Linked DNA regions of Mus musculus: regions 1, 2 and 3 are each linked to region 4. A link is a contact called in public HiCAR-type and HiChIP or PLAC-seq data. All regions are on one chromosome and are shown on one strand. The core of a region is the stretch at or near the end of the contact, and the rest is flanking DNA. Distances in the headings are between cores, read along the strand shown. Region 1 overlaps Gm19325 (a long non-coding RNA gene). Region 2 has its middle 15 kb from the start of Gm19325. Region 3 has its middle 22 kb from the start of Slc25a36. Region 4 holds the start of Pxylp1 (2-phosphoxylose phosphatase 1).

Region 1 (7,450 bases), core at 4,914-7,413, 160 kb after region 4:
AAATGCTGGGTTTGAGTGGAAAGCTAATACTATTCAGTGACTGAGCATGCTCACAGACTCCTGATAACAAACTGCCCCTGAAGAGTCACTGGTGAAAAGGCCACACATGCATTAGCATGTCTTGGAGGATAACTGGACAATGCCCATCAAAGTTGTGAATGTTGGCATTTCTCACCAGCAAACTCCACTGAAATGAATTTATTCTACATGTGTACTCACACATGTGCTCAAACAAGTCTTTATAAGAGAGTTCATCCCACTGTGGATTGCAACAACAAAACATAAATGATACATTGATAACCCCTTAGTTATCAATGGGATAAGGTGATCGTGGCAATCCCTGTATTGGAGTGCTATGTGTCACATAGAAAACGTGGTGTGTCTCTAACCATGGTGATGTAGAAGTCAGCACATATATCAAATTCGAGAAACAAAACTAAACACCGTATGTGGAATCCCAATCCCTTTTCCTGCACAGGACAGTTTTGTTTTATTTAAAAAAGCAGCTATACACTTTTTTTCTATGTGCTAGTGTTTGTGAAATTGTTCTAGAATTATACACGGAAAACCCTTAATAGCAGTTGTCTCTGTGGGGAGAAACAGAGACCATGGAGGAGATGCCAATGAGCACTCTTTGAATTAAATCTATGAATTATTCTCACAATAATTTAACCAAGAATCATGAGACAAAGGAGGATGCAGTAGTGGAGGGGGCTGGAGAAGATGGCTCGGCAGTTAGGAGTGATGGCTGTTCTTGCACAGGGCCCAAGTTTGGTTCCCAGCACCCATGTCAGCTGTCTCATGACACTAGATCCAGGAGGTCTGACATCCTTCCCTAGCTTTCAAGAGCAAGCCCTTCATAGAGACATAAATAAAAATAAAAACAAACTTTAAAAATACAACAGGCAAAAAACAAGTATCACAAAACCAGCGTGTCTACATGAAAGACAGTGCGGAGATAAAAAAGGGTGACAATGATTATAGAGGGAGAAGTAACAAGTTAGGCATTTCAGGAGTCGATATGCCTGTGCTTCATGCCATAAATTTAAAAATTATAGAGCAAAATGAAGAGAAAGTATCAACATTTTTAAGGACACACCCCAAGATTTCAGCACCACCTCTTTTTTTTTTTTTTTTAATCAAAATGCATGTTATGAAAGAGTTCCTGATGATGTATGGTCCTGGGGGAGCAGAACCAGGAGAATTGGTGATCTGGGTCAGAACCAGGAAGCTTATAAAATGATTGGGACAAAAATGATGTCATCAAGTCTGGAATTTAACTTCTGAGGAAAAAAAAAAAAACCAGCAAGATCTCGTCCACACTATTAGCAATGTTGATCTGGCGATAGCTATAGCACAGCCTGCAGAATAATGTTTTTTTTTCTTTTTAATTTTTTTACATTTATTTATTTATTGTGATGCACACGTGCACGTGTGCCCTCTGGGGATTGGATTTAGGTCATGGGCTTAGCAGCAGCTGTCTTTACCCACACAGCAATGTCACTGGTCCAATGCATGCCTTTACAAGTCTACGGAATATGTTCACGGAGACAGAATACACAATACAGTATATACACAGAATACAGTAAATTTAAATACATCAAAATCACACAGGTCAACCTATTGACATTTAATTCTACCTTTGAAGAGCAGAATATACACTCTTCCTAAATGGACTTGGAAAGTGAAAGTAGGCCATACACTGAGTCACGAGACTAATCCAATCTTATTTAAAAGAAGCTACAAGAGACAAAGCCAAATCGAGAGCAAGAGTGAGAGAGAGAGAGAGAGAGAGAGAGAGAGAGAGAGAGAGAGAGAGAATTAAACTAGAAATCACGAAGTGAAGGATGCCTGAGGCATGTACTATTTGGAAATTATGCAACAAAGCTCTTAATAACAAATTAAAGAGACAGTCTCTTAAAAAATTAAAATGAAATGATAAGAAAAGTAACATAGTGGGTGGAGAGATAACTCAGTGGTTAAAATACCAGGGCAACTCAACTGCAAGCCAAAAATAAAAATAAGAAATAGAATACTACAAATTAGTGGACATGGAAACAACAAAAAATGTAAATTAATTAAATGCAAGCTTTTTTTTTTGTTTGTTTTTTGTTTTTTGTTTTTTGTTTTTTGTTTTCGAGACAGGGTTTCTCTGTGTAGCCCTGGCCGTCCTGGAGCTCACTTTGTAGGCTGGCCTCGAACTCAGAAATCCGCCTGCCTCTGCCTCCCGAGTGCTGGGATTAAAGGCGTGCGCCACCACGCCCGGCTGCAAGCTTTTTTTTTTTTTTTTTTTTTTTTTTAAGAAAAATAAGATTGTTTAAATTCTGGCCAAACTAATCAAGAAAAATTCACTCTCATTAACAAACGAATAGATGTTAATTAGCGAGACTTATAAGCATTATCAGGATGATAACAGAAAACCTTTTATCTCACTGTTAGTTCTGTACAGGAAATGTGTGTGATTTTTTTTTTTTCCTGAAAGAACGGAGGGCTATCAACCCGATAAGGCACCCACAACAGAAACATGCAACAGTCCAATCTTGCATAGTGACCCCGTGAGCTTCTTGGCTTCCATACATGACAACAGCGAGGGGCTGTTTACAGGATGTGACGTCAATGGTAGCTGCATCGCGGAAAGATCCATCCAGCATGGCCGATGACGGTCAGAGGATGCATCCCTCGTGCTCCCTGAACAGCTGAACCCAGCTTCCCTCTGCAGCAATTGTAACACGTGCAACTTGTGAAGCTTGTAACTTCCGTTAGCTTCTGGGGCTTGTAAGTTTTGTTATCTGGCTGAACCTCTGGGAGAGAATGTTTAGTTTGGGGGAAACTTAACAACACTCCTACAGACTCCTATGTTGAAAGCTTGGCCCTCACTTGTAGAGCTGTTAAGGAAGGTGCTGGAACTTTGAGGAGGTGGAGCATAGCTGGAGGAAACAGCTTTGGAGGCACCGCCTTGGGGGTCATATCTTGCTCTGGGCCTGCCTGCCCTTCTGCCCGCCCGCCCGCCCATGCCCATCTGTCTGTCTGTGTTTAGCTGCTATGAGACTCTGTCCCACCCTAGCCTTCTACGGAGACGAAAGATCCCACAATCCCCACAGACCAAAAACAATGGAGACAGAAACCCGGGCTGAAAGCTTTGAAACTGTGAGCCAAAATAAATCTTCCCTCCTCTCGAGTGTTCTTCTCAGGTAATCGTCGCAGTGGTGAGAAGTTAACGCACGGCCCTGTGCACAGCTTTAGGAACAGCGTTGTGCATTTGATAATACAGAAGAAATGGGAAAATGCCTCGAAAGATCCCGATGTGCACAACTCCATCCGCAGGAAGCAGACATCCCGAGAAACTGTCTGGAAAAAAGAATTTAAATTCTGAGTTAAAAATGTTTCCGCAAAAACTTTCCAGTCCCAGATGGCTGCACTTGTGTTTTCTACTAAGCCTTTATGGAGAAAATAACGCCTGGTCTACATAGATTCCTCCGGAAAAGGCAGCCAGGCAGGCAGGCCTCCCAATTCACTCGGAAAGCCGGAGACGTGGTAAGAAAAGAAAAACAGACTGTTGTGAACACAGACGCAAATATCCTTTTTAAAATTAGCAAATTAGGGGCTGCAGGGATGGCTCAGCAGTTGCGCGCACCTGTTGCTCTTGCAGAGAATGCGGGTTTTGTTCTCAGCACCCACAAGGACCCAATCATCTGTAACTCCAGCTCCCAGGCCGACACCCTCTTCCAGCCTCTGTGGGCACCAAGCACTCACGTGGCACACACACACACACACAATGCAGGCAAAACATTTATTTATTTAAAATTAAAATAATCTTTTAAATTAGCAAACTTAATTTTAACGTGTATTTAAGAAAATAGTAATACAATAAAACCAAGTAAGATTTATGCCAAAGAGCTGGAGGTAGCGGCTCACGCCTTTAATCCCAGCACCTGGGAGGCAGAGGCAGGAGGATCGCTAAGTTAGAAGCTAGCCCGGCCTAGGGAGACACTGTCTCCGGAAAAACTAACAAAAAATGATTTATGCCAGAAATGCAAATTGAGTCAACATCAAGGTTCAGAAATCAAGCAATGTAATTCAGAATACCAGCACACTAAAAAAGAATTCTTGATTATCAAGGAAAAACATTTAATAAAATTCATTTCCCTCTTAATGATTTTTTAAAACCTCTCAGGGAAAAAGAAACAAGAATAAAAGTAAACAAAAGCAAAATTCCCCACCTGATAGTGACACCTTCTAAGATATTTTAAATCCACTCACAACGCGGATGAGAGACTGAAGGATCCCTCCAGACAATGGGAAGAGCAGAGTTCAGCCTTGGCATACCTATTCAGTACTATACTAGAGATACTCGTAAGTACAGTCAGACTGTGTGTGTGTGTGTGTGTGTGTGTGTGTGTGTGTGTGCGCGCGTGCATGTGTTTGTGTGTATGTGTATATATTTATGTGTATTGTGTATGTATGTTTGTGTGTATGCATGTGTGTATATGTGCATATGTGTGTATGTATTTGTGTGTATGTGCATATGTTTGTGTCTGTGTGTATGTATGTATGTGTGTATATGTATGTGCATGTATATGTGTGTATGCATGTATTATATTTGTGTATATATGTATATGTTTGTGTGTATGTATATGTGTGTATGTATATGTGTGTGTTTGTGTGTATATGTATATGCACGTATATGTGTGTATGTGTATATTATATTTGTGTATATATACATATGTATATGTTTGTGTGTATCTATATGTGTGTGTCTATGTGTTTGTGTGTATATGTATGTGCATGTATGTGTGTGTATGCATGTATTATATTTGTGTGTATATATGTACATGTTTGTGTGTATGTATATGTGTGTCTGTATGTATATGTATGTGCATGTATATGTTTGTGTAAGTATATATATGTGTATATATGTTTGTGTGTATGTCTATGTGTGTGTGTGTGTCTCTGTCTCCAGGGTTCCAGACATTCCTCTCTCACCTCTTCACCCTCATTTCCTCCTCTTCACTGTGGCCTGTTTTTCTTTTCTTGAGGCCATCACAGTTGGCCTGCTGCTCTCTGGCCAGAGCTGTCCCACACCTTCCTTCTCCACCCAGGAGATCCCTCAGCTACCCCAGCTTTTACATTGGGAATACTAGTGACTGTCCATATCTAAACCTCTCACTTATGGCTTCAGATCACCTTGACTGACAGAATGAGTGGAAGGCCCATTTTCCAGGGAAGAAGACTGAAGCCCATGCCTGCCACACTAGGTCACACAGCCCATCCATGAGCAAGCAATGCCAGCATCAGCTGCACGTCTGTCAGGAGTCTGGTACCTGCTGAGGCAAACGGAGGCTCTGGAACCAGACAAAGCTGGGCCTGCCTCAGCCTCGGCCACCTGCCACCTGTGTGATTGTGGGCAATTCTCTGGCCTTCTCTGAGTTCCTGTTTCCTGTGTTTTGCTGGGAATGAAGCTGTCTGCCTCACAGGGCTGTCAATGGCAATCAGATGTATGAAGTCTGCAGCAATCTTCTACAAAGCGCTCATTTGATTTCTTTCTTGGTGAAGGCAAATTTGCTTAATGATTTTTGTGTCTTTCGTCACTCATTTGGCCTTGAAACAGTAAAGCCTGAGTGTTCAAAGTCATATATGCGTATAAATACACATGGAAAACCACCGCTTGCAGTATTTCAAACCAGCCTTTTCCCTCATTTGTTTCCATTTCTTTTCCTCCCCTCATCCTCCTTGTCCCTGCACATAACCACACACCACTCCACAGGTTCTCCCTCTACAGAGAGCCTAATCCTGCTACTGTAAGAGTCAAGGAACTTCCTTAATGAATGCCCCTAACCACAATGCATAATTGATGCCCAGCAGGGAACACACAGACAACCTGGAAAGAGACAGAATGAGCTGTATGTGAAGCATCGATACACACACACACACACACACACACACACACACACACACACACACGACTCTGTCAGGTCAGTCCCCATACATGGTCAGAACCACCCTGTGAGCAACCATTGCCAACCTGAGCTCAACAGCAAGGGAGGGCAAGCCCAGGCCACGGCGGCAACCCCTGTCTTTCTGTCTCCCACATCCTTTTCCATGTGAGCCCATCTGGGCTTGGCTCTGAGTGAGAGAGGCCACAGGCATATACAAAGCCCGAGCATCCTGGACATTGTTTTTGAAGGAGGCCCTCCCTGCACAGCCCCCAGGCTGGCAGAGGTGGAGCAGGCTAAACTCATGTGGCAGCTGGCCTTGGCTCGCCGGACAGATGGTGAACAAAACGTACACACACAAAGGGGGCGAGCCACATAGCTCAATTCCCACAGGGAGCCCTGCCTTGCTGCCCTCGGAGGCACATGGTATTCTGGAAGCAATGGAATACAAAAGGGAGGGGAAATGGCCATTTGTGGAAAAATCCAATTTCTTCATTTAAATGCCATAGCCAAATCTTCTCCCACCCCCACCTGGTCATAGATGTGGAAACTGGCTTACAGGAATGCTTAACCCACTCAGGATTGAAACCAGGACGTCTGTTTCCCAAACCCTACCATGCTCCATCTAATTCACCAGATTATTTCTAGATGGTGAATGGTAAACTTATGGCTTCTTGTAGATTCAAAGAAAAGGCATAATGCAAAAAGTACCCTGTGATATCAAAAGTGGAGACAACTGGAGCCAGATGCCAGACTACTTGACTCAACTCAGTCACATCGTAATAGAAAAAAAAATTTAAAGATTTGTTTATCTTATGTATATGAATACACTGTCACTGTCTTCAGACACACCAGAAGAGGGTATCAGATCTGATTACAGATGATTGTGAATCACCTTGTGGTTGCTGGGATTTGAACTCAGGACCTTTGAAAGAGCAGTCAGTGCTCTTAACTGCTGAGCCATCTCTCCAGCACTGAAGTATTTTTTTTTATTTTACATTCTTTTTTTTTAATTAGATATTTTCCTCGTTTACATTTTCAATGCTATCCCAAAGGTCCCCCATACCCACCCCCCAATCCCCTACCCCCCACTCCCCCTTTTTGGCCCTGGCGTTCCCCTGTACTGGGGCATATAAAGTTTGCAAGTCCAATGGGTCTCTCTTTGCAGTGATGGCCAACTAGGCCATCTTTTGATACATATGCAGCTAAAGACAAGAGCTCCCGGGTACTGGTTAGTTCATATTGTTGTTCCACCTATAGGGTTGCAGTTCCCTTTAGCTCCTTGGGTAATTTCTCTAGCTCCTCCATTGGCGGCCGTGTGACCCATCCAATAGCTGACTGTGATCATCCACTTCTGTGTTTGCTAGGCCCGGCATAGTCTCACAAGAGAGAGCTATATCTGGGTCCTTTCAGCAAAATCTTGCTAAAAAGAGTTTTGACTGAGTACACTTGGACTGAAGCACAGCTAACTTGCCAGGCGCACTGGATGAATTCGATAAACACCTTTTGGTGACCTA
Region 2 (7,655 bases), core at 1,684-4,183, 180 kb after region 4:
AGCACCTAAGAATTTCTTTGTCCCTCATCCATTTGATATCGTCCTATTAGATTCTGCATTTTTGAAAGATTTAAAATCACATTTCATTGCAATTTAACTTGTTGTTTCCTAATTGCTAAGATGACCCCCCCAACACACATTTATTATGGTATATTAGGTTTTATTCTCCTGTAAAATGCCCACTTTTGACCTTTGTCCAGATTTTTTTATTGGGTTGCCTTTAATGGACTGATTCATAGAAGTTTTTATGTATTCCGATTCTATCCCTTGACAGTTGTATACATTGCAAATATTTCCAGGCTTTGGATTAGATTTTCCTTTTGGGGAAGTATTTTGAGGAAAAGACATTCTAAAATTTAATGTAGACTAATCTACCAGTCATTTCCTGTCTGGCGTGCACTTTAATATTGAGCACAGAAAAGCCTTTTCCTCCACCAGTTTACAGGGACATTTCTCCTATGATTTCTTACAGTTGTAAAAGGTTAGCCTGTCACATTTAAGTCTAACCCACCTACAGGGATAGTCTAGGACATGAGGTGTGTATCAATTGGCGACGACTATCCAGATTGCTAGCTTTTCATGTGGATAACCACAGAGCCAGTACCATTTTGTTGGATGGTCCAGCCAGTTTTATGCTATTTCTGACCCAATGAAGTTTCTTTTGTTTTCTTCTCCTTTTCTTTGTCAAGTGTTTTGTTATGTAGTCCAGGCTGGCTTCAATCTCTGAATCTCCTGCCCAGGCCTTCCAAGCGCTGGGACTGCAGGCATTCACCACCACACCCATCTTCCAGTCAAGATTCTGCTTTAAGCATGTGAGTCTGTTCTTGGCTCTGCCTTAATCTCCATTGTTTTTTCTATATCCCCATACTCAAGCCCTATGGTCTTAAATTATCCCAAACTTTGTAACTACAATGTGACCCTCTCCTCACCTCTGGACAAGCATCAAGGCTGTTTAGGCCTTTTGTTCTACCGTGTATTTTGGACTTTTATGTGTGTGTGAGTGTATGTACACTCATAACGCCTGAGTGCATGTGGAGGTCAGAGGTCAACCTCAGGAGTTACTCAAGAGACTTCCACCCTTTTGAGGCAGGGTCTCATGATGGAGACCTAAGACTTAGTGATTAGGCTAGGCTGGCTAGCCAGTGAAGCCATCTCCCTAGTGCTGGGGTACTATTTTAAAACCAAGGAAAATTTCCCCTTCTCTAATTTGCAAAGTTTTGCTGAATGCTTTTCCATGAGGATCATGTTTTTTCTTCATTAAACCTCTGGTATAGTAAATTTACACTAATAACTTATTTAACAGTGATCCTGGAATTCTTGGGATTAACCCAATTTTGTTATGACTTACTATCTTTTTTCTTTTTCTTTTCTACAAAATACCATGAATAAAGCTGGTGAGATGGCTTAGTGCTTAAAGTGTGCTGCGGCTCTTGCTGAGGTCCAAATTTTGGTTCCCAGCACCCATGTCAAACAGTACACAACTTCCTCTAACTCCAGGTCCAGGGGATCGGACTCTCTCCTCTGACTTCTGCAAGTAGCTGGATACATGGGCACACGTGTATAACAGATACTTTTTTGAATGTCATGAGTTTGAGGCATGGTAGATCAGATTTGTAATCCTAGCATTCAGGAGACAGAAGCAGATGGCTTTGAGTCTGAGTCCAGCCTGGTCTACATAAATAGTTCCTGGCCAGACTGAGTTAGAGATCCTGTCTCAAAAGAAACCCGAAGACCTTTAAAACGCCAGGAGTAGCCTGTTTGCTACGAGTCCATGAATGCAATCGACCTGCAGCTTTTCTCACTTTCATATCAAGTGAAACTAACCAGAAAGAAGAGTGTGCAGAGGACGGCCTGTTTGCTACCCTCTGGGAAAATGTGTAAATCTGGAGAACAGATGGCTAAAACCTCCAGGGATACTTGTATGTGCAGACAGGTATTGAGAGTTTTGGTGATCCTTGTAATTTACAATTTTATTAACATTTCCACGATTATATAATTAAGATGAACTGCATCTTGCTCATTTTTTTCCTTTGTAACAGGAATCCAAAATCTAGTGATTGAAGCAGGTTTTACTTTTCTTGTGCATGAGCGGTGGGTTGTCCAGAGGGTTGTGGTAGCTCCCCTATGCTCCTGGCATCCACATTCCTTTCTTTCCATTCAGTCCCATAGCATGTGCTTCTGACTGCCTTGTCACTACTGGCTGGGTAGCTTCAAGCATGATGGTCTCATTCCAGACAAGATGAAGTAGAGAGAACAAGACGTGGGCAGAGTGGAGAGAGGCACACTGGTCTTTATCCATTGTCAAAACCAAGGAGACAAACACACTGAGTATGCATCATGCGTTTGAAAAGCGCATATGCATGGACTTGGACAGCTACTACCAAGCTCTCCAACTGCTCTAGCCAAGGCTCAGTGATTAGCAGCTGAAAAGCAAGAATGAAATCCAGTGAGTAGCAGCATACAAAGAATCAGCTTCAAAGACTAAACACCTAACCAAGATATGTCTGGTATGTCCAGGCCAGAGCTGTTGGGAAGGTACAGGACCTAGATAGGCTCATCTACATGTGATGCCTCTGGAAAACTTCAATTCCTACCCTAGTGCTCAAAATAGGTACCAGACCAAAGAAATCTACTTCACAGAGATGGAGACATCCCTGGGTCCATCAGCATGATCGGACAGGTCTTATCTAGCTATTGCTGCCACCTAGTGGCCGTCTTCCTTTAATGGAGGCCGAAATCTAAATGCTAAGCATGGTAGGTTCCTTGAGGCCAGGAAACCACAGAGAAGCTGGCGATCAACTTACATTTGAGAAGGTTCAGGAATGTGTTCTAAAGGAACTTGACTTGAATTTCATGTGTGTTTGATTCTTCCTGCCTGCCTCACGAGGACCACCATTTGTGAACTAGGAATGTGGTCTGCTTGTCAAATGGGCCACTTCAAAGGGAAGAGTGTGGGAAATTGGAACTATGACCACAGGCCTCTTGTATCATGTACCACACCTAAGCTTCTGGCATTAAAGGTCTTTGCAATGGTTTAACGAAGGTACATGTGAAGACTTAGCACACAAGTAACACTCAAAAGTAGCATATACACACTGAAGATGAAAGATTATGTGGTTCTTCTGCAAGGGGCAGAGTCACTCAGGGTCCTTTTGGGCCCTGCAAAATTAGAGGCCCAGATTTCCAAAGACCGAAGTATTTCTGCAAAGGTAAGTGTCTATTTGAATTATAAGATTTGCCACAATGGCTCTGTATATCTAGAAGCAGGAAGAGCCATCGGTTTAGTCAATGGAACTGACTGTCATAATTCAGTGAAAGATTGGAACTTGGTTCTTAAAATAACAGGTTGGAATATGATGGTATGTCAAAGATCCACTTGTGGTTCTGGCCCACTTTCTATGGCAACTAGACAGCAGACTCGTTTTCTAAAAGGGGTACAGTAACCAGATACCAGTCCTTTCAGATTTTTTTGGTTTTTTGGGAGGTTTGGGTTTCACTCAGTGCAGTGTCACTGAAACTCACATTAAGAGCTAAGGGGAGGGCTGGTGAGATGGCTCAGTGGGTAAGAGCACCCGACTGCTCTTCCGAAGGTCCGGAGTTCAAATCCCAGCAACCACATGGTGGCTCACAACCACCTGTAACAAGATCTGACTCCACTCTTCTGGAGTGTCTGAAGACAGCTACAGTGTACTTACATATAATAAATAAATAAATCTTAAAAAAAAAAAAGAAGATGCGCACACACGTGTCTGCTCCATCATTTCCTCCTTAAAAAAAAAAAAAAAAAAAAAGAGCTAAGGGGAATCTAGAATGTGGCTCTGAGACCTGGGGTTGGGACTCATCCCAGCAGCTGTCCTCCTAATTCCTTCACAGGAAGTGCCACACACACTGGAGTCTGGAGCTGCCTCTGAAACACAAAGGAAGGAGCAGCTGTTGAGTAGTCTGTGATGATCGGAGATGCACTGTGCCGACTCATTTCAGAGACTTTTGAATTTCCTCTGAGCAGCTACAGCTCTTGCTCTCGGCCCTTCAGGCATCTGCACTTCTTTTTTTTTTTTTTTTTAAAGATTTATTTATTTATTATATGTAAGTACACTGTAGCTGTCTTTAGATACTCCAGAAGAGGGCGTCAGATCTTGTTACAGATGGTTGTGAGCCACCATGTGGTTGCTGGGATTTGAACTCCGGACCTTTGGAAGAGCAGTCTGGTGCTCTTACCCACTGAGCCATCTCACCAGCCCGCATCTGCACTTCTTATTGGATGCTTCGATGCTTCTGGTCACACTAACTGGAGTCTTTCTTACTCTTGTTGATTTTACAGATGTTTCTCATTTTCTTAGTGGACAGCTTTATCACTTTTCTTTTTTCTATTTAGGGATTAATTTGATCATTTCCTAGTTTCAAGTAGCATTGATTACATGTTCTCCTCCTTAGTGTAAAAGTTGTTCTCTATCCTTTGGGGCACATTCTTTTCTGGAAGCTTTGAAACTTTTTACATTGTTTTACTTCAAAATTGTTTTCTGGACAAATCTCATTTCTTCTTTGATTCATGTGTTACTTAGAAGTATGCTGTTTAACTTCAGCATATTGGTGAGGCTATTCCAGGTATCTTTCTACATTCCTCTCTAAGGTTTCTTACAAATTTATTCTCACTTCCTGTCATCCAACATATGGTCTACCTTGAATACGCCATATTCATTGTCTAGAGTGATCTAGAAATGCCAACTACATCAAGTTGGTTGAATGTTGCTTATAATAAGTATGTATTTAGTGATGAGTGTGTGTGTGTGTGTGTGTGTGTGTGTGAGGATGGTGTTGACACATTCAACCTTTTAGATTTCTGGAAGATGTTTTTATTCTTTTTAAATAAGTTCTGATGTGTATGCATGTTTGCTCACATGTATACTACATACATGTACACTACATGTATGTCTGTTGCCATGAAGGCCAAAACAGGGTGTTGGAATCCCTGCAATTGAGTCACAGACTAGTCTTTCGTTGTTGTTTTGTTTTTTGAGACAAGGTATCACTGTATAGTCCTGGCCTCCAATTCACAGAGATCCTCTGCCTCCCAGTGCACCGCCATGGCCCTTTATAAGAGCAGTCAGGAGCTCCTAACTGCTGAGCCATCTCTCCAGGCTGACATTACTTCTACTAAGAGTTTATCTATAGAGATAACTTGACATCTACATGATAAGGTCCCACATCAATCTACATGACCTATACTGTGTTTTATGCTCCCACAGGACAACACACACCTGGTCACAAGGGGAGTTTGGGACAAAGCTCTACAAGCCTGCAAATCAGCATTAACCACCTGTACTGCAGAAGTTTACATGGGTGCCATTCTGGAAAACTCACATTAACTCACAAAAGCAAACAAGTGAGTGCAGACAGGAATGGGACTATCGTCCCACTACTGTTATTTATTCTCTCCTCTTCTCCTTGGTTGCTGTGCATGCCCAAATAATGTAATCATTTTTTAAAGAGAGAGAAACTATAGGGCATGTACAAACTCATGGCTACTGCACCCACCATGCTGGACGATGAACGAATAACTGAGACCAGGAAGGAATTTTTTTTAAAAAGTCCTAGAGAAAAATGAAAATACAACATTCCAAAATCCATGGAAAAATTATGAAGGTGGTCTTAAGTGGGCAGTTTACAGCTATTGGTGCCTCCAGTAAGAAGTTAAAGACAGCAAATGAATTTACTTAATGATACAACTTAGGGCCTTGGAAAAACAAAAACAAATCAAATCCCAATCCCTCCATGGGAAAAAAATAGTGCCATCAGGGAAGAAATCAATGAAATAGAAACAATAACAAAATACTAGGAGTCAATGAAACAAAAATTTGGTTAAACAGCTAGATGTAGTTGTTAAACCCTCAGCTAGACTAAAAGAAGAAATAGGAATTAATTATTAAGAAAGAAAGAAAGAAAGAAAGAAAGAAAGAAAGAAAGAAAGAAAGAAAGGAAGGAAGGAAGGAAGGAAGGAAGGAAGGAAGGAAGGAAGGAAGGAAGGAAGGAAGGAAGAAGACCGTTGGTAGTGGCCCACTCTGGAAGCAGAGGTAGGTAGGTGATCCTCTGTGAGTTTAAGGCCAGCCTAATCTACAAAGTGAGTTCCAGGACAGGTACGGTACACACAGAGAAATTCTGTCTCAACAAAGCAAAATAAATTAGAAGAAAGGGGGGCCATCACAACAGACACTGATGAAGTGTATAACATCATTAGGTCTTACCTTAAAAAGTAACACCCCACTAAGTTGGAAAAGCTGAAAGAAATGGGTGAATTTATAGATGCATATGGCCTACAAAAATAACATGAAGATGAGCAATTATGATTACATTAGTAATTCAAAATCTAAAAACAAAAAAGCCCAGGTTATCAGACTTTCCAGTGTTCCTCCAGTGTTCCTAGGCTAGAAAAGGAAGAGACATTACCAAACTCCCTTACGATGCTCCTATTCGCCTGATACCGAACCAAGATGAAACAAAACTCTACATCAATTTCCCTGATGAACATAGACACAAATATTATCAACAAGCTACTTGCAAACAGAATTCAAAAATACATTTAAAAAGATCATTCACAACCATGAAGCTAGTTTTAGTCCAGAGATAGAGACTGTTTAATATACATATCAATAAATGTTATTTATGCCTTTCACGTTAAAGTCTCAAGTGCACTCAGAATAAAAGGAACCTCAGTATCGAAAAAGTTACACGACAAACCTGTATTTTGTTAATATAATCCAAAGGTGTCCATTTTCTATACTCTTATTCAATCATACTAGAAGTCTTAAACTAAAGCCACAACCTAAGCAGACAAATAAAAGAAAACCAGGAAAGAAGTCCAAACACCTCTATTTGTAGATGGTATGATTCTATACACAAAAGAATATAAAGAAACTACCAAAAAAACTCTTAAAACTGTTGAACACAGGGCTGGAGAGATGGCTCAGGGGTTAAGAGCACTGACTGCTCTTCCAGAGGTCCTGAGTTCAATTCCCAGCAACCACATGGCGGCTCACAACCATCTGTAAATGGAACCAGATGCCCTCTTCTGCTGTGTCTGAAGACAGCTACAGTGGACTCATAAATAAAATAAATTCTCAAATATAAAAATTGTTAAAAATACATTAAGATGTGACTGACACAAAATATTCTTTTAAGCCGGTGGTGGTGGCACACGCTTTAAAAACAAACAAACAGGGCTGGTGAGATGGCTCAGTGGGTAAGAGCACCCGACTGCTCTTCCAAAGGTCAGGAGTTCAAATCCCAGCAACCACATGGTGGCTCACAACCATCCGATCACGAGATCTGACTCCCTCTTCTGGAGTGTCTGAAGACAGCTACAGTGTACTTAAAAAATAAAAAAAAATAAAAAAATAAAACAAACAAACAAACAAACAACAACAACAAAACCTGTTGAACACAGCAAAATGGTTGGATACAAAATTAACATAAAACTCAACAGCCTTCCTACATACCAGTAAGAAACATACTTGATGGGCTGGAGAGATGGCTCAGTGGTTAAGAGCACTGACTGCTCTTCTAAAGGTCCTGAGTTTGAATCTCGGCAACCACATGGTGGCTCACTACCATCCATAATGAGATCTGACACCCTCTTCTAGAGTGCCTGAAAACAGCTA
Region 3 (7,801 bases), core at 3,207-5,706, 240 kb after region 4:
AAGCCCCCCTCCCATGGGTACCAATCGGCCCTGGCACTATTAATAATACTCTGCTATGCTTGCAGACAGGAGCCTAGCGAAATGGTCTTCTGAGAGGCTTCATCCAGCAGCTGATGGAAACAGATGCAGAGACCCACAGCCAAACATTATGTGGAGCTTGGGGAGTCCTGTGGAAGAGTGGGGGGAAGAATTGAGGGAACCAGAGAGGTCAAGGACACCACAAGAAAACCTACAGAGTCCACACACCATATGTATGTATGTTTGTTTGTTTGTTTATTTAATGTATATGGATGTTGTGCCTGCATGTCTGTGTGTCATGTGTGTGTGTGGTGTCCTCAGAGGCCAGAAGAGGGACACTGAATACCTGGAACTGGAGTTACAGCTGTTTGTGAGCCATCATGTGAGTGCTGGGAATCAAACTTGAGTCCTCCAGAAGAGCAAGAAGGCTCCTAAAACCTGAAGCCCTTCCCTTTTCCAGTTTGATGCTGTTTGAGATGTTTTATAGAAAAGGGATTGTTCTGGGTTTTTGGCAATCTTTCAGGCTTTTTTTGCTTTTCTCTTCTTTTCTTTTCTTTTCTTTTCTTTTCTTTTCTTTTCTTTTCTTTTCTTTTCTTTTTTTCTTAGCTTTCCCCTTCAGTAATGTAGAGATCCTACAATGAGAAATACAAACCAGATTCCTGTTTGAGGGCTTCTTTTTCTCCCCATATCCCTTTCACTTCCCTTCCCAGCATCCTACCTCACCCCCTCCATTTCTGGTTATAGTCGATGTTGATTGAACTCTCATTCCAATCCCCTACTTGCCTGTTTCTCTGACTTATATTTTCAGAAACTTTTAGGGACTTTATCTTTATTTCTCATCTTGTGATGTTCTGTGACACAGTACCATGATGTTTGTAGTGAGTTCACTCTGCTCTCTGTGGCTGGGTCCCCTGTGGACCTTCCCACTGAGGAAGTGGAATGTTGGGAATGCCCGTGGACTGTCTTTAACAGTTTCTCATCGCTGGTTTGTCTTTCAGTTTCCAAAGCCAAAATTCTGTTTACTATTTTCTTTCCCCTACAATTCCTAGCTCAACATCAGCCTTGAGTCAGTGGCCATAGTCAAGGGTCATTGCTTAGAGGCCAAGCTTCTGATTTGGCAGCAGTGACCGCTGTGAGAAGAAGCATGGACAGAATCTTGGTAAACAGTTCTTGGTGAGGAGTGCGACGGCAGCTGCATTTACAGGATGCTGCTTCCCTCTAGGGCTGGGTTTTATAAAGTGGGTTCTCATCTTCTTTAGCCTTTATCCCAGGCCACCACCTCTTAGTAGGCTTAATAGTTGGGCAAATAGGTAGATGATGGAGAACTGTCTTGTACTAAGGGTTAATCCAAAAGATTGATGTCTTTTCACCTCAGCTACAATGGAATATCTCATAAATGAGACAAAGCTGAGCAGTGTCCTCAGAAAGCTCTTTCATCATTAATAGCCTCATGGCACAGTTCTTAGTAAGCTGTCTTGAAATCTCTTCAGCCATCACCATTAATCCAAAACTCTTTAATTTAGCCCCAGGCAGGTTTTTGGACCTGAAATCTCTTGAGCTGGGCCATCAGTCATAATCTACATCTCAGCACCACTGTCTTCCCTGTTCCTAGTAGTCTGGTGCACTAAGCCCCACTTAAAGTCTTCAACCGTATTTCCTTATCCAAAGTCTAAGTCTGCATTCCACCAAGAAGTGTGGTCAGGTTTGCCATAGCAATACCCCACTCCTGGTACCAGCTTCTGCCTTAGTCAGTGTCCTGCTGCTGTAAAGAGACCATGGTAAGTCTTATAAATGAAGACATTTAGCTGGGGCTGTGTCTTAGTCAGGGTTTTATGGCTAAAATGAAACATTGTGACCAAAAAGCACGTTGGAGAGGAAAGAGTTTATTTGGCTTATACTTCCATATCACAATCAATCATGAGAGGAAGTCAGGTCAGAACTCAAGCAGGGCTGGCACCTGGAGGCAGGACCTGATGCAGAGGCCATGGAAGCTGCTTGCTGCTTATGGCTTGTTTCTCCCTGGCTTGCTCAGCCTGCCTTCTTTTAAATTTTTTTTTATTTTTTTTAATTGGATATTTTATTTAATTATATTTCAAATGTTATCCCTTTTCCTGGCTTCCCCTCCGGAACCCCCTATCCCACCCTCCCTTGCCCTGCTTCTATGAGGGTGCTCCCCCCTCCCCCACACTTCTGCCTCCCCGCCCTGGCATTCCCTTACACTGGGGCATTGAGCCTTCACAGGACCAATGACCTCTCCTCCCATTGATATCTGACAAAACCATCCTCTGTTACATATGTGGTAGGAGCCATGGGTCCCTCCATGTGTACTCTGTGGTTGGTAGTTTAGTTCCTGGGAGCTCTGAGGGTTCTGGTTGGTTGATATTGTTGTTCTTCCTATGGTGTTGCAAACCCCTTCAACTCCCTCAGTCCTTCCCCTAACTCCTCCATTTCAGCCTACCTTCTTATAGAAACCCAAGACACCAGCCCAGGAATAGCACCACCTACAATGGACTGGGCTCTCCCCCATTGATCACTGAGAAAATGTCCTACATCTGGGTCTCATGAAGGCATTTCCTCAACTAAGGCTTCTCTGTGATGACTCTAGCTTGTGTCGGGTTGACACACAGAACTAGCTAGTCCAGGCCTGCTGATAGTTCAGAGGTTTAATCCATTATTGTCATCATGGGGAATATGCAGGCATTCAGATAGACATGAGACTGGAGAATACCTGAGAATTCTACATCTAGATAAGCAGGAACAGAGACACTGGACCTGTCTTCAGCATCTGAAACTTCAAAGCCTACTCTCCAGTGACATACTTCTTCCAACAAGGTTGTACCTCCTATTAGCTCTTATTATTGCTAATTCCTATGAGCCTATGCAGGCCATCTTTATTCAAACCATCACATATGCCATCTTAACAGTAGTTAGAGATGTTTTGGCTAGGTTAAAATGAAATGAAATAGACTTCATAGCAAAGAATATCACCAGGCTATTTCTGAAAGAAAATAATTTCGTTGTGGTTCAATCCCGTTAGCAAAAGCTATTGGGCTCTACAGAAGAAAAAGACAAATTTAGAATTAGAGTCAAATATCAAGTAGACAGAAATAGGTGAGCATATATGAGTTTTGAACATCGCTGTCAAGGAATGGGGCAGCGCTGCCACTGCCAGGACCAATTGAGTAGATTTATTGGGTTCTGCTACAATCAATCACTTATCCCAAGAAGACTACCCCTCAACAGCATGTTTTTTATTTGTTGTGTTGTTGTTGCTTTTAAAGTCCCTTTTCACCTGTGTGTAGGGCAGGGAGAGTCAATGCCCAGGCCATGGCAGGCATATCGAGGTCAGCGGGATCCGTGGAAGACTCAGTTCTTTTCATTGTGTGAGTTCTGGGAATTGAACCGATGTGTGCCAGCTCCGTTGTCGATTTGAAGGCAGGATCTCCTGTTGCCCAGGCTGCTTTTGAACTTTATAGCTAAGGTTGGCCTTGAGTTCCTTTTGCCTGTACCTGCCAAGTGCTGAGACTACAGGTGTGTTCCAACATACCCAGAAGATTTTACAGTCTTTACACGTGGAACGTTTACCTCATGGAAAAAGCATGGACCATTCACCCTACAGATCCTGTCAGAGCTACAGAACACAATGCAAAAAAAAAAAAAAAAACAAAAAAAAAAAACAAAAAAAACAAAAACAAACAAAAAAAACAAAACAAAACAACAACAACACAACAAAAAACCTAACAACAACAAGGGAACAGATTGTGTTCTCTAGGCAAAACGAAGTTAAAATTGAAAAATAGTTCTTTTAGCTGAACTGTTCGATTGTTTCAGGCTCTAGAGAATCTACAGCTGACATAATTTGTTTCCTACAAATAGCCTGCATGACTCTACTTTGATGTGAACAAACAGAATACGTCAAGAGCATGAAGTTTCCAGGTATGGGCACGTAAGGAATGGGTCGCTGTAGAAGTCAGAAAGTAGCCAAACTGTGAATGCGGTTTGAGAAAACTGCAGAATCCATTCGGGTCAAAGGCTGAAACAGAACTTGTGTACAAAAATATGCAGCTAAATTCATTTAGTTAATTTTTATCAATAAATCTATGAGTTGTACTTTCTCCCCTACTTATAAGGCAGAAGAATGAGTGGGAAGGAGAGAAGAAAGTTCAAGTTCCTGGCTCTGGCACTCGGCCTCTCACGTGGAAGTGCCTGCTTGCATCTCCTTCCCACCCTCCCACCTTCCCTGTAAACACAGGTTACTCCAGGTCACTGGCACCTCGAGCTCTGCCTGCTCTTACTGTTGTTTTGTTGGAACACCCCCCCCCTCTGCGCCTGCGCAGTTCTCCTCTGACCGCCAGACCCGGTTCCACTTACAGCCTCTACTCCAGCACCCTCTTAGTGCCAGAATCCTGGCACAGAGGAGGCATTATGCTTCTTCAGGCTTGCAGCATCTCACATCTGCAGCCTCTTATATGAACGGCCAATGCATATTTTCCACTTGCCCACTCTGTGCTAGGCTCTATCTTAGCCCAGGTGGCACATTAAGGTAGCCATCTCTTGGATTCTAGTGGAAAACTAACAATGTGCTGGTCACCAGATAGGACACATAACTGTGAAGAAAACAAGCAAAAGAAGGAAGAGTCGTTCAGAATGTGTGGGTTGGGATGGGATGGCCTCTCTGCACATGTGCTAGTTGTACTGGGAACGAAATGGAAGCAGCCATATGAAGATGCCGCTGGGGGCTGTGGTAGTTTATTTAGTAGGGCTTCCAAGATGAATCGCCAGACTCGAGCTTCCACACAGAACTCCAATCCAACTGTCAGCAGGTTTAGTTTTTCTCTGAGGCTTGTCCTTGGCTTGCAGATGGCTGCCTTCTGACTTTGACGTCACGTAGTTGTTCCTAAGTGTGGCTGTGTCACGATCTCCTCTGATAAATAAATAAATAAATAAATAAATAAATAAATTTGTATTAGGTCTCATAAGAATAACCTGATTTTTACCTCCACTACCTCTGTAAAGGCCCTTTCTGCAGAAGGAGTCACATCCCTGTAGGGATTGGAAGTTAGAACATCAACATTTGAATTTTCTTTTTTGTTCGTTTGTTTGAATGGAGGGTAAAATCCACGTTCAGAGGTCAAGTGCATGATCTGAGAATAGAAAGCATAAGGGCCTGAGAAAGTGTAAGGAACAGAGGCAGTGAGAGAAGAAGAGGAATCAGGTGGCCAAGACGGGCCAGGTCATGTAGGCATCTGTAGGTCACCGCAAGGATTTTAAGTGATGTGGGAAACTGTTGGAGCCTTTTTAAGTTGGGTGGTAAGAGGGCCTTGCTTTCACTGTCCAAAAATCACTGTGGTAACATGGGAGTTGGATAGAAGGACAAGAAAGGGAGTAAGAGATCCATCAGGAGATAGAGCCCGTGGGAACTTGAACAGTGACCTCTGTTGGCTGATGGGAGGGTCAGGAGTGAGAGGAGAGTGGGTGGAAGAAGGAAGAAAATACATGGCATGTCTTATACATACAAATATTGTTTAACCCAAATTAACTCGTCACCACAGAGATGCTAGCTTCATGACTGGGACAAGGACACTTTAGTAGGTATTAGACTGTTTGGATAGACTAAACTTCTACTAAACAAGTCTATACAGTCATAGGAAAGATACTTTGTTTCATTATGACTATCTCAGAAGGGAGCACGGTGATGCTACCATCCCAGGAAAGATGAGAAACTGTGGGTACCTAGAACTCCAGCCCGGGACAGTTCAGAGCTTTGTGCTGTCTCCTGCCCAGGCATTACCACTTCAGGCTACAGGCCATATGATGATGGAGTTGCTAAAAGGGACCATTTTTGTATTAATAATACAGTGTATTATTAATAATAGAGTATATTAGGGGCTGGAGAGATGGCTCAACAGTTAAGAGCACTGGCTGTTCTTTCAGATGTCCTGAGTTCAAATCCCAGCAATCACATGTATATCAAATCCCTGTAGAGAGATTTGTTGCCCTCTTCTGCCATGCAGGTATACATGCAGATATAGAGCACTCATTACTTTAAAAACTAAAAACAAACCAGAAAACCTCAGTGTATTAATTTGCTCTCTATGATAGATTAATCATGAATTGTTACAGACTTCAAGTCTGGTCAGCACTAAGTAACCTTAATTTATGTCATTTTTCTTTGACTCCATTGAGAGATGGGTCATTCATTGTACCACTGGCCAACTTGATTTATTTCATTATTGAAAGTCCCTAACTTCCATTTTCTACATTGGATTCTGTGTCATGATCCCTTTTCTGTCCCACCAGAACATCCCAACATCCCCAGGACTCTGCTTAGTTCTGTCCTTTTGCCCTTCTGGTGAAAGCAAAAACATTATTATTATGTATATATATATTTATGATAAGGAGAACAAAGTGATGAGAAGAATGAGAAAAAAGAAGAAAACGGGCGGCTGGCCAACGTGGGAGGAACAAGGTAGCCCAGAAAAAGATGAGAAATATCAGCAGGCTTTCCCCACCCAGACTCAGCAGCAGACAGCTCAGGAGCTCCTCCTAACCTCCAGAGATGGTTGGCTGCAGGGTGAGGCTGTTTTTCCTATCCCCAACTGGTTTTCTGATGGCCAGCAGGAATGTAGCACTGGGCCAAACACAGGGAGTCTTTATTTCTCTTGACCCATGATACACACTGCCACAGGGAACCACAGTGCCAGAAACAGTTTTAAGAGGGAAAGAAGCAGACAAATAGCTGGGAGGGAGTGGCCAATACTTCAGGCAGGTAGCCAGTGATTCAGGAGAGTGGTGCAGTGGTCCCTAGAGGTTCACCAACTTCACAGGATCCCCTTTGACTGATGAGAAAGAATATCTCTGTCTGAGAGACATGATACAATTCCTGCCCTTAGCGAACGGGCAGCTTAAGAAGGAAGAGAAGCACCCAGCACTCCCAGCTTAGTGCTCTCTGTTCTCAGGGATGCCCCAGTTACCCTTGAGAAAGTTCCAGCCAGTGTGATTTCACAACAGTTCAATACACACTCCAGGATATGGTGAGCTTGTGCGCGAAAATAACTTGGGTACCTTGCCATGTCTAAAAATTCTTAGGCACCCTTTATTTCAAGAGCCTACAAGGTAATGGTTTTGGTCCAAATGCACATGAGAATTTAGTTTTTAAATTTAAAAAGCACTCTAGATCAACAGGGGAAATGTGAATTTCTTTCTTTAACATGATTTTATTAGATTTATTTGTTAATTAATTTCAGGTGTGTGAGTGTTTGCCTGAGTGTATGGATGTGTGCCTTGTGCATGCATGCCAATGGATGGTTGTGAACCACCAGATGGGGGCTGGGAATTGAACCCAAGTCATCCGCAAGAACAGCACATTGTCTAAGCTGCTGAGCTACCTCTTAGACCAATGTGAGTTTAGATATCCCACCTTCAAATTTATGGTATAGATAATAACTTATCACTTATTGGTTGTAGATATATTTTGAGGAAATTGCCTATAGATAATTTGATGGTTGTACAAGTTATGTAGCATACACTTAAACATAATAAGGTGTCTATTGTGTCACTGGTGGATACAACGTTAGAGGATCACCATCACCACCATCACCACCATCACCATCATTATCAGCATCATCATGACCACCACCATCTGCACAGTCCATTGTTGGCTGAGATGCTTTTACATGATGAATAATTGTACTTGGCTCCCCTACCTAACTCTTTTAATATTTAACATTTTAAAAAAGATTTTATTTATTTTATGTATGTGAGTACACTGTAGCTGTTCTCA
Region 4 (7,615 bases), core at 1,304-3,803:
CGGTAACCAGGTCTGAGGTGGGTAGCACCCACCAGAGTGAGATCATCACAGCCTGAAGTGGGGAAGGTGGGGTTCTGCAAGGAACCCCCAACTCCTTACCAGCTTCCTCCATCAGCAGGCAGAGGTGGAGGATGTCCCAAGAAGCCAGGGCTACCAGGTGTGGTGGTACAAGTCTTTAATCCCAGCACTTGGGACCTGAGGTCAGCCTAGTGTACACGGAGTGCCAGGCCAGCCAGAATAAATGAATGAATGAATGAATGAATGAATGAATGAATGAATGAGAATGGTATGCAGAAGCTAGGTCCTCAGCCCAGGGTCTGCAGGATAAGTCTTGGTGGACTTTTCGCCTCTCAGTAGGCAGCCTTGAGGCCTCCCCAGAACTCCCATTATCCTCCCATTCCTATCTCTAGGGTGAAGAGAACTGTTTCGTTCTGTAAAAGTCTGGAATCTCCACTGAGGGACAGGTCCAGCTGTCAGAGCCTGACCTCGAAATTGAACGTTCTATCCCGTCTCTTCCCCTTCACACCCCGTCTTACCAGACAGAGAACTTGTCTCCAGCAGGAGAGACTTTAACATTTATATATATGTATATTCAGATCTGTTGGATTGAGAGATATTTTGAAAATACTACAGCCCAGTGGAAGGCATGGGTTGTGGGCTCAAGACAGATACATGAAGTTTGCTTTGTTTTTGTTTTTGTTTTTGTTTTTAAATAAACATTGAGTAACAGGCAGGGGCACCTGGCCAGGTCCTAAAGGTCACCCCAGCCCTGCAGGTATTCAATCCTAGCCAGAAGGACTCCTGAGAGCAGCCTATCACTGTGAGGACAGGAAGATTCATACAGGAAATTGAGAACACTCAGAAGGGCCCTACTGAGCCCCACTGTGTTCTTGGCTAATTACTTATCTATTCAATAGAAAAGGAATATTGAACTAATCACTACCAGAGCCATCAAAGAGAAACCACAGAGACAGGGCAGTCCTACAGCCCAGAGTGCTGTGCTCCAGGCGGTCCACGCTGCCACGGGTTCCCATCTGCAGCCTCCCAAGGTATCTGTGAGGGCAGGCTGGCCCAGAGCCAATCCTAAAAGAGAAATACCCTTTATATGTTCTTTCTCTGACTAGGCAATTAATTTAATCTAAGATTTAATGAAAGACCCCAGAAGGGAAGGGGTGAACGCACACGCTGGGCTGTCACCATGCCATCTCCACTTCTCTCCGGGGACCATGAGGCTTTCCAAGCCATCTGCTTTAAATCCTCTTCCCACAGATGTCACCACAGGGCACCAACACCTCTGAGGAGGGGGCTGGTGCCAAGCCCGACCGACAGTTCCAGAGGGTAGGCTGGGCTCATCACTGTCTAGTCCATAGTCAGGGTCCAGCCTGGGACTTGCCGCAAAGAGCAACAAATGTCCCTAAGCCATGGAACTCTCCCAGAGCCCCTCCTTGATCACTCACTCATCCCACATTTCCCTATCCACACCAGATCTGATCCAGATTCCTAACTGGTTTTTACCTGTTGAATGTTTAGGAAGCATCCTTGCCTTTCCACAAAGACACGGGCCCACCCTAGAGGGGACAGTTACGTTCCCAGAGCTGTGGTGAGAGAGTGGGGATGTGGCTCCATTTCCCCAGCATAGCTAAATCTTCCCCGATCCACAGGTACTACTGACAGCCAGTCACAGCAGCAAAGAAAACCTGCTCCATATTTGTGGGTAGCAAAGCCGGCTTCTTTTTAAGAAATCGCAACCTATCCAAGTTCACCAAGCAAAAGCAAGCAAAGAAGTAACCACACTGTCCTAAACAGAACACTGAGCAAGCATAACCTGCACGCGTGAAGTGGCCCTGGGCTGGGCCCAGGGTTCCTGCGCCGCAGGCAGCAGGTAGCTGGCGAAGCACCAGCCCCACCCCCGGGGCAGGCCCTGAAGTTGCAGCCCCTTTTTACCTGGACACTGCAGCTATGGGACAGCCGGGAGAAGGGGGACCCCGGAGCTCAGATTCCCGCTGAGTCGTTCAGCAGGAGCGCCTAGGCAGAATGGGACCCCGCTGGGGTGGCGGCGGGGACCGTAGGAGCAGAGCTGGGAGGGAGAGGCGAGCGGCAGGCAACCAGGAGGAGGTAGGCGTGGGAGGGCTTGAGGGAGAAAAGGGGGTGTGCGGGCAGGCTTCTAGGGTGCAGGGCTGAGAAAGGGGAGACGGATCGGAGGGCAGGGACCCCTCTCCAACGCGGGGAGGGTATGGGGAGAGGTGGCAACTGGGGAGCGCGTAGATAAGGGAAAGAGCTTGGTGGCAGGGCTCACACCCGCTGCTTGGAAGCCCGCCCCTGCCTCCGGATCTTGGCATCGCGGACACCTCTCCGGGGTCGCCCCCCAAGACCCTAGACACAAGCCCGCCTTGCGAGAAGCCTCACAACCGCTGGGACCCGGCGCGCACCACACTCACCGCCTACGGTCCCGGCCTCCGTCGCTGTGCGTAGGGATCTCCACCCGCAGCCAGCTCCTCCTGGCGGGAGTGCAGGCGGCGGTGGCGCGCGCAGGCCGCCAAACTCGGGGTTCCGCAGCGCCCCCTACCGGGACCGCCGGGTCCCTGCCCGGCCCGACGCGCTCAGGGCGCCCTGGAGCTCCGCCCCGCAGGCGGCCGTGCGGGACCAGCAGGCTGCGGCGACCCGCATCCCGGGCCTTGGAGGCACACATGGCCTGGAGTGTCCAAACAGTCATCCAGACAGGCTCCGGTCGCGCCGTCCGGGTCCGGGAAAGCGCGCGCACTCGGAGCGCACAGGGCCTATGCTCCTCCCTATGCCGGACTTAGGACCCGGGAGGGTGCCATGGCCCCAGGACACTGCCCTGGACCCGTCCCAGCCTTGGCTAGGGTGCTTTGTGACTGCGTGCCTAACTCCGCGCCGCGGATCTAGCTGCGGATGTGGGTCCTGCGGTGCCTCGTGGACTCAAAACTGGCATATCCTAGCCACCGTGCCACCTCCACCCAAGCGCCTGTCCCGCGCTTCTCTTCCGGCGCGGGCCACATCCGGCCTGTGTCTACTCTAGACCTGGCAGTAGTTTTGTCCCTAAAGGCCTGCAGGCATCCACCCTTGAGAGGTCGTGGCTGTGTCACGGGGGCGTTTCTGCATGACCCCAGGGCTGCCAGCCAAAGACCCGCGCAGCACTCGTTCTATAAAGCTGTGTTTGTGGGTCTTTTGTTGTTGTTGTTTCAAATGCTGTAAAAAAGGATCTCACCAACCACAATTGTGAGATTGCCTTTGTTGTCAGTTCTGGGACTACAGTGACACCCTTGTGCCTCTCTCAACTGCAAAAGAGGTGCGGTTTTGAGGGTAGCGCATCACTTGATTTTCCCTAACTCATTCGATAGTGACTAAATCAAAACACTTTATATTTTATCCATATTTTTACCTCCAATTTCTCCCCTCAAATCAGCTAGATTCTACTTCCCTAGCCTGCATTCCATTTACCCCCATGGTCCAGCCATCTGGAATGCCTTCTCTGTTCAATGCCTTGATGGCCAGCTGGCACTTGCCTGAGGACACTAGTTACTATCCCTCTCACCCAATTACCCAGGCTCAACACCACCTTCAGCCTGCTTATCCCTTCAGTACTAGCGACAGCTTTCTCCAATACGTGAGCATGAAATCTCACTCCCCGTTAAATTCCTACTTGGGCTGGCCCTCAAGGACCACCACAGTCCAGGCATCCTATCCAACACAGACTCTTCCTTCTCGCCACGGACTCTTGACAGTTCTGCTCTAATTCCAAGTTCCACTCCTTCACAAGTCACACAGGCTGCAGATGACAGACAACTCCATCCACACTAGCCCAAAGCAAAATACATACATACATACATACATACATACATACATACATACATACATACATACATCAGAAAAGGGGGTTAGGGCAGGGCTTGTCAGCTTCAGGCCTGGAACTTGACCCCAGATGCTCAGCTTTGCTTTCTCTCAAGTCTACTACCCTTTCAGGAACACGGGAGTCTCCAGCCGACGCAGGCTCGCAACTCTGCCTCCACCACAAACCCAGCCTCTCTCTGCAAACTACCCAGGCCTGATTTTGTTCTGGATGGAGCCCTTGTGGGTCTGTGCCACATCTTCTGTAACCCATAGGCGTATGTTCCCTTTCTTGGCTACTTACTTACCCTTCCCATGGGATATGTAGACAGTCTTAGGTTCAACATGACCACAAGAGGATGAAAGGTGACTCGGGCATCATTTCTCTACAAAAATTTGCCACTATCCCACTCGACTGGGGTATTCTCCACTATTCTTCTGGAAGTGGGAACAGGTCTCCTCTGCCTGAATCTTCCTCCACGCGGCACTTAGAGTTTCCATCGTTGCACCTTCCTACAATCCAGGTTAATACCGGATACCACGATCATCTTTCCCTCTTTCCTTCAACCTCTATTCCCTGAACACTTCGACATTTTTCCCACTCTGGAGAAAGCATTCCACCTCCTTTCCTGAGGGTCTTTAAGGGTTGAAGGGTTTCCAGGGAAGGGAAAAGGAGAGGTTCCTACAGGGGAGAATGGCAAGCCTCCCTCTGCAGTGATAAAATAGGGTATCTGTCTGAGGCAGCTGGAGCCACTTGGCTAATGGCTGGGGAGGCAGTGCCAACGAGTGTAGCTCCCAGATATCCTCAAGCAGGAAGCGGGAGCAGATTTCTCTCATGCCAGATACCAACATAATACTGGTTATCCAAATACATGATCCAAGTTATCCCCTACTATCCTCCAAGTGAAATAAAAATTCTATTTCTCTGGCCCTGGCAACCAAGAGAGTCCTGACTAGGACAAGCCCCCAACCCAGCACAGTGTCACACGCTCCTGAAAACAGTGCCTGTCACCTTCATTACTCATTTGCTAGAGCAGCGAACTGTGCCCCTGGATGACCATAAAACAGAGAACTAGCACGGTGCCAGGACTCACACCCTCCCCCTTGAACTGTTTGCTACAGGAAAACACCCACCATTTATTGAATGAAAGCTGAGCCCACCTGTCCTCTAAAAACATTGGGCAGCACCAAGTCTTGAATAGTCTACTAGGCAGCACACGCTGCCACATTGCCCCAGCATCCCTAGTTGGACTGGAGTAGCCATCAGCGGATGAACACCTTCAAGGCCATCTCACCCCTGGAGCAAAAAGCCTGCAAATATTTGCACAGCCTCCTTTGTCTGGGGACTTACAAAACCTGCTCCCTGTCCCCTCCCTTCTTACAGGGCCACATTGCCACAGGGTGCCTAGTCTGAGTTAACAAACCGCCATGCCAACGGTCTTCCTAGGGAGAAAAACAGGTTGCGTTATTTGAACCAGTTTCTACATTGCAAAGACCTGAATTGCTCACAATTCCGCCTTACTGCCAAATCTATTGACACCACAAAATATTTCTGTGCTGCCTACCACCATATTCAGATGGACAATATTATTTCCAAATTCTCTTCACCGTGGGTTTGGTTTTCTTTGGTGATAGCTAGAATGTCCATTCACTACAGGAATGTGGAGAAATACTAAGTGCTCAAATATTAAAGGTTAAGATAAAAAATTATTCAGGATAGATTTCTTGTTGATTCATAGAGCAGAGAGCATCAGACTGACTGGCATATTTATATTAAATGGAAATTGCCCTGTCTACCCCACATCTGCAACCCCAGCACCTTGGAGAGAGAAATACCTTGCAAAAGGTTAAAGGTCTGTTTCTTCGGTGGCTGCAGAGCTGCTGCCTAACACAAGCTCCTGGTTTAGAGAGGCAGACCCTCCCCCAGCTCCAGGGTGGTCTATCCTCATTTATGCATGCACGGTTCTTTGTCCCTACTACCAGCTGTGGTCCCTTCCCCCACCCCCAACAAGCTTATTATAAAAGCCCCTTCCCACTCCTGAGAGCAACGAAGGAGGGTGAACTCATTTTCCCATCTATCTGGGGGAAATTTAATTATAAAGTCAAATCTGGAAGAACAGAGCACAAAATAACCACATTAAATAAAGATAAAAGAGGGCTCTGAACCTGACTGTGAGCCAAAAGAAGAAGAAAAAATAATCACACAAAAAAAATTAGAGTAATTCAGTGAATCATAGATCTAAATACTCTTTTTTTGTCCTCTAGACTCTCAGCCCAACTGAAAGATCTCAGGACAACCAAAGCAAGCATTGAATGAACTCACAGGAATCACCTTTAGAAATCATAAAAAGAGAAGGACTGTGGCAAGCCGTGTATCAAAAACGGTCAAGTTTATAAAGTAAGCACTTTATAAAAGCCAGGCGAATGGACAGATGAACTGAGTCCTGCCTTCTCATTTTACAATAAGAAGCTATGCAGAAAGGAGAGATGAAGGACCCAGCAGAGATTTCTGAACTTTGTAGTGACATGAGCTACAGCAACTGGAATTGAGAGTCCATGAGAAAGACAGACCACAGAACTCCCCTAGGGCCCAAAGTAGCAAGATGGAAGCTAAAATAGTTAAAAATACTTGGTGTTGTTGCCAATTCATGCAGAAGTCTATGGCCAGAAGGAGAACTGAAGCCAAGAATAATCAACTTGCCCCAAAGTCACCCACCAAGTGGGCTGTGGAGATAGTGAGGGCTAGAATCCAGTCCTCTGGACACTTCAGGGCGCTTTCACTGGTCCTGGGTTTGCAGAATGAAAACAAAAACAAACAAACAAAAAAAGACAAAACATCACAGCAGCTCCACAGAGGAGTCAAACAAATTTGATTCGAAACTCTTCAAAAAACCAGATACGGAGCCACCGTGTGTCCAGGTCATTTATTATATGCTTGGGCACTGGCTGAGTTGGCCTCTGACATTCTTTGACCCCAGCCTTCTCTGTTGAGCAATAGACCAGAACGTTCGGGTGTTTATTCAGTGATTCAACTTGATGCACAGAGCACCACAGAATCTCAGGTCAAGAGCTGCACTGGTGCTCCCTGTCTGAGGGACAGCATTCCTCTGAGGGACAGCATTCCTGTTACCTCCCTTGGTCTGTATGCTAGAACCATGTGTCATGGTTTGAATATGAAGTACTGCCCCAAAGGATCATGTGCTGAGGTTTGGTCCCCAGTTGCTAGTGCTATTGGTGATTAGATCACGAGGGTCGGATGATTAACCCACTGAAGAGCTCATAATTGAATGGGCAATAAGGAGATGAGACCTAGATGGATGACATATGTCACTGAGGTGTGCCTTTGAAAGATAGATCTTTTCCTCAGACCATTCTTGCTCTCTTTGCTTCCTGGCCACCATGAGTTGAGCAATCTGGTTCTGCCACGTTTCCTTCTTCCCTGATCTTTGGCTTCTGTTTCTTTATGGCTCAGAAACAATGACCAGCCAACCACGGGCTGAAGCCTCTGAACCTGTGAGCGTAAATCACTTTTCCCTTTAAACTTTTTTTTTAATCACATTTTTCCAGGAAGAATGTTACACAAAAAGAGCTTAATGGATGATTCTTTTTTTTAAAAAAAAAGATTTATTTATTTATTTACTTATTTATCTTATGTATATGAGTACACTATAGCTGTGTTGTGAGCCATCATGTGGTTGCTAGGAATTGAACTCAGGACCTCTGCTCGCTCCAGTCCAAAAATATATTTATTGTTATATGTAAGTAC

Evidence for each region. HiCAR-type assays count read pairs that join an accessible place to other places. HiChIP or PLAC-seq counts read pairs in DNA pulled down with a chosen protein or histone mark.
Region 1: a contact with region 4 is called in an H3K4me3 HiChIP or PLAC-seq map of neural tube, with 2.9 times the contacts expected there. The contact joins the enhancer-like site here to the promoter of Pxylp1 in region 4. A contact is called at or near these places in 16 of 39 promoter capture datasets (the 3T3-L1 cell line, 3T3-L1-derived adipocytes, the C10 cell line and 9 more), 1 of 484 Hi-C or Micro-C datasets (hematopoietic stem cells), 10 of 115 datasets of contacts at active chromatin or transcription factors (embryonic basal ganglia, embryonic forebrain, embryonic hindbrain and 6 more) and 2 of 9 other capture datasets (adipose tissue and pancreatic islet).
Region 2: an H3K4me3 HiChIP or PLAC-seq map of the SCID.adh cell line shows a contact between it and region 4, with 9 read pairs. The contact joins the enhancer-like site here to the promoter of Pxylp1 in region 4. A contact is called at or near these places in 17 of 39 promoter capture datasets (the 3T3-L1 cell line, the C10 cell line, the HPC-7 cell line and 11 more), 17 of 115 datasets of contacts at active chromatin or transcription factors (the SCID.adh cell line, T-cell acute lymphoblastic leukemia, acute myeloid leukemia and 12 more) and 3 of 9 other capture datasets (adipose tissue, liver and pancreatic islet).
Region 3: a HiCAR-type map of kidney shows a contact between it and region 4, with 3 times the contacts expected there. The contact joins the enhancer-like site here to the promoter of Pxylp1 in region 4. A contact is called at or near these places in 12 of 39 promoter capture datasets (the 3T3-L1 cell line, 3T3-L1-derived adipocytes, cranial neural crest and 7 more) and 3 of 115 datasets of contacts at active chromatin or transcription factors (T-cell acute lymphoblastic leukemia, kidney and stem cell-derived neural progenitor cells).

What each region holds. Positions count from the first base shown.
Region 1 is chr9:97,045,143-97,052,592 of GRCm38.p6, forward strand. It overlaps Gm19325 (a long non-coding RNA gene), which reads right to left. Exons shown (of 3, transcript XR_871047.2): 3 at 3,019-3,348. Among named protein-coding and RNA genes, the nearest start is that of Gm19325, 6.3 kb to the right of the region's middle. Within about 2 kb of position 6,164, at least 24 of the 459 cell types and tissues checked have an H3K27ac peak or open chromatin away from gene starts, as enhancers often do. A contact at or near this core is called in neural tube, where this site is marked.
Region 2 is chr9:97,066,233-97,073,887 of GRCm38.p6, forward strand. No RefSeq gene overlaps it. Among named protein-coding and RNA genes, the nearest start is that of Gm19325, 15 kb to the left of the region's middle. Within about 2 kb of position 2,934, at least 17 of the 459 cell types and tissues checked have an H3K27ac peak or open chromatin away from gene starts, as enhancers often do. A contact at or near this core is called in the SCID.adh cell line, T-cell acute lymphoblastic leukemia and neural stem cells, where this site is marked.
Region 3 is chr9:97,129,060-97,136,860 of GRCm38.p6, forward strand. No RefSeq gene overlaps it. Among named protein-coding and RNA genes, the nearest start is that of Slc25a36, 22 kb to the left of the region's middle. Within about 2 kb of position 4,457, at least 20 of the 459 cell types and tissues checked have an H3K27ac peak or open chromatin away from gene starts, as enhancers often do. A contact at or near this core is called in kidney, where this site is marked.
Region 4 is chr9:96,886,921-96,894,535 of GRCm38.p6, forward strand. Pxylp1 (2-phosphoxylose phosphatase 1) reads right to left here and starts at 2,554. Exons shown (of 6, transcript NM_001289647.1): 1 at 2,439-2,554.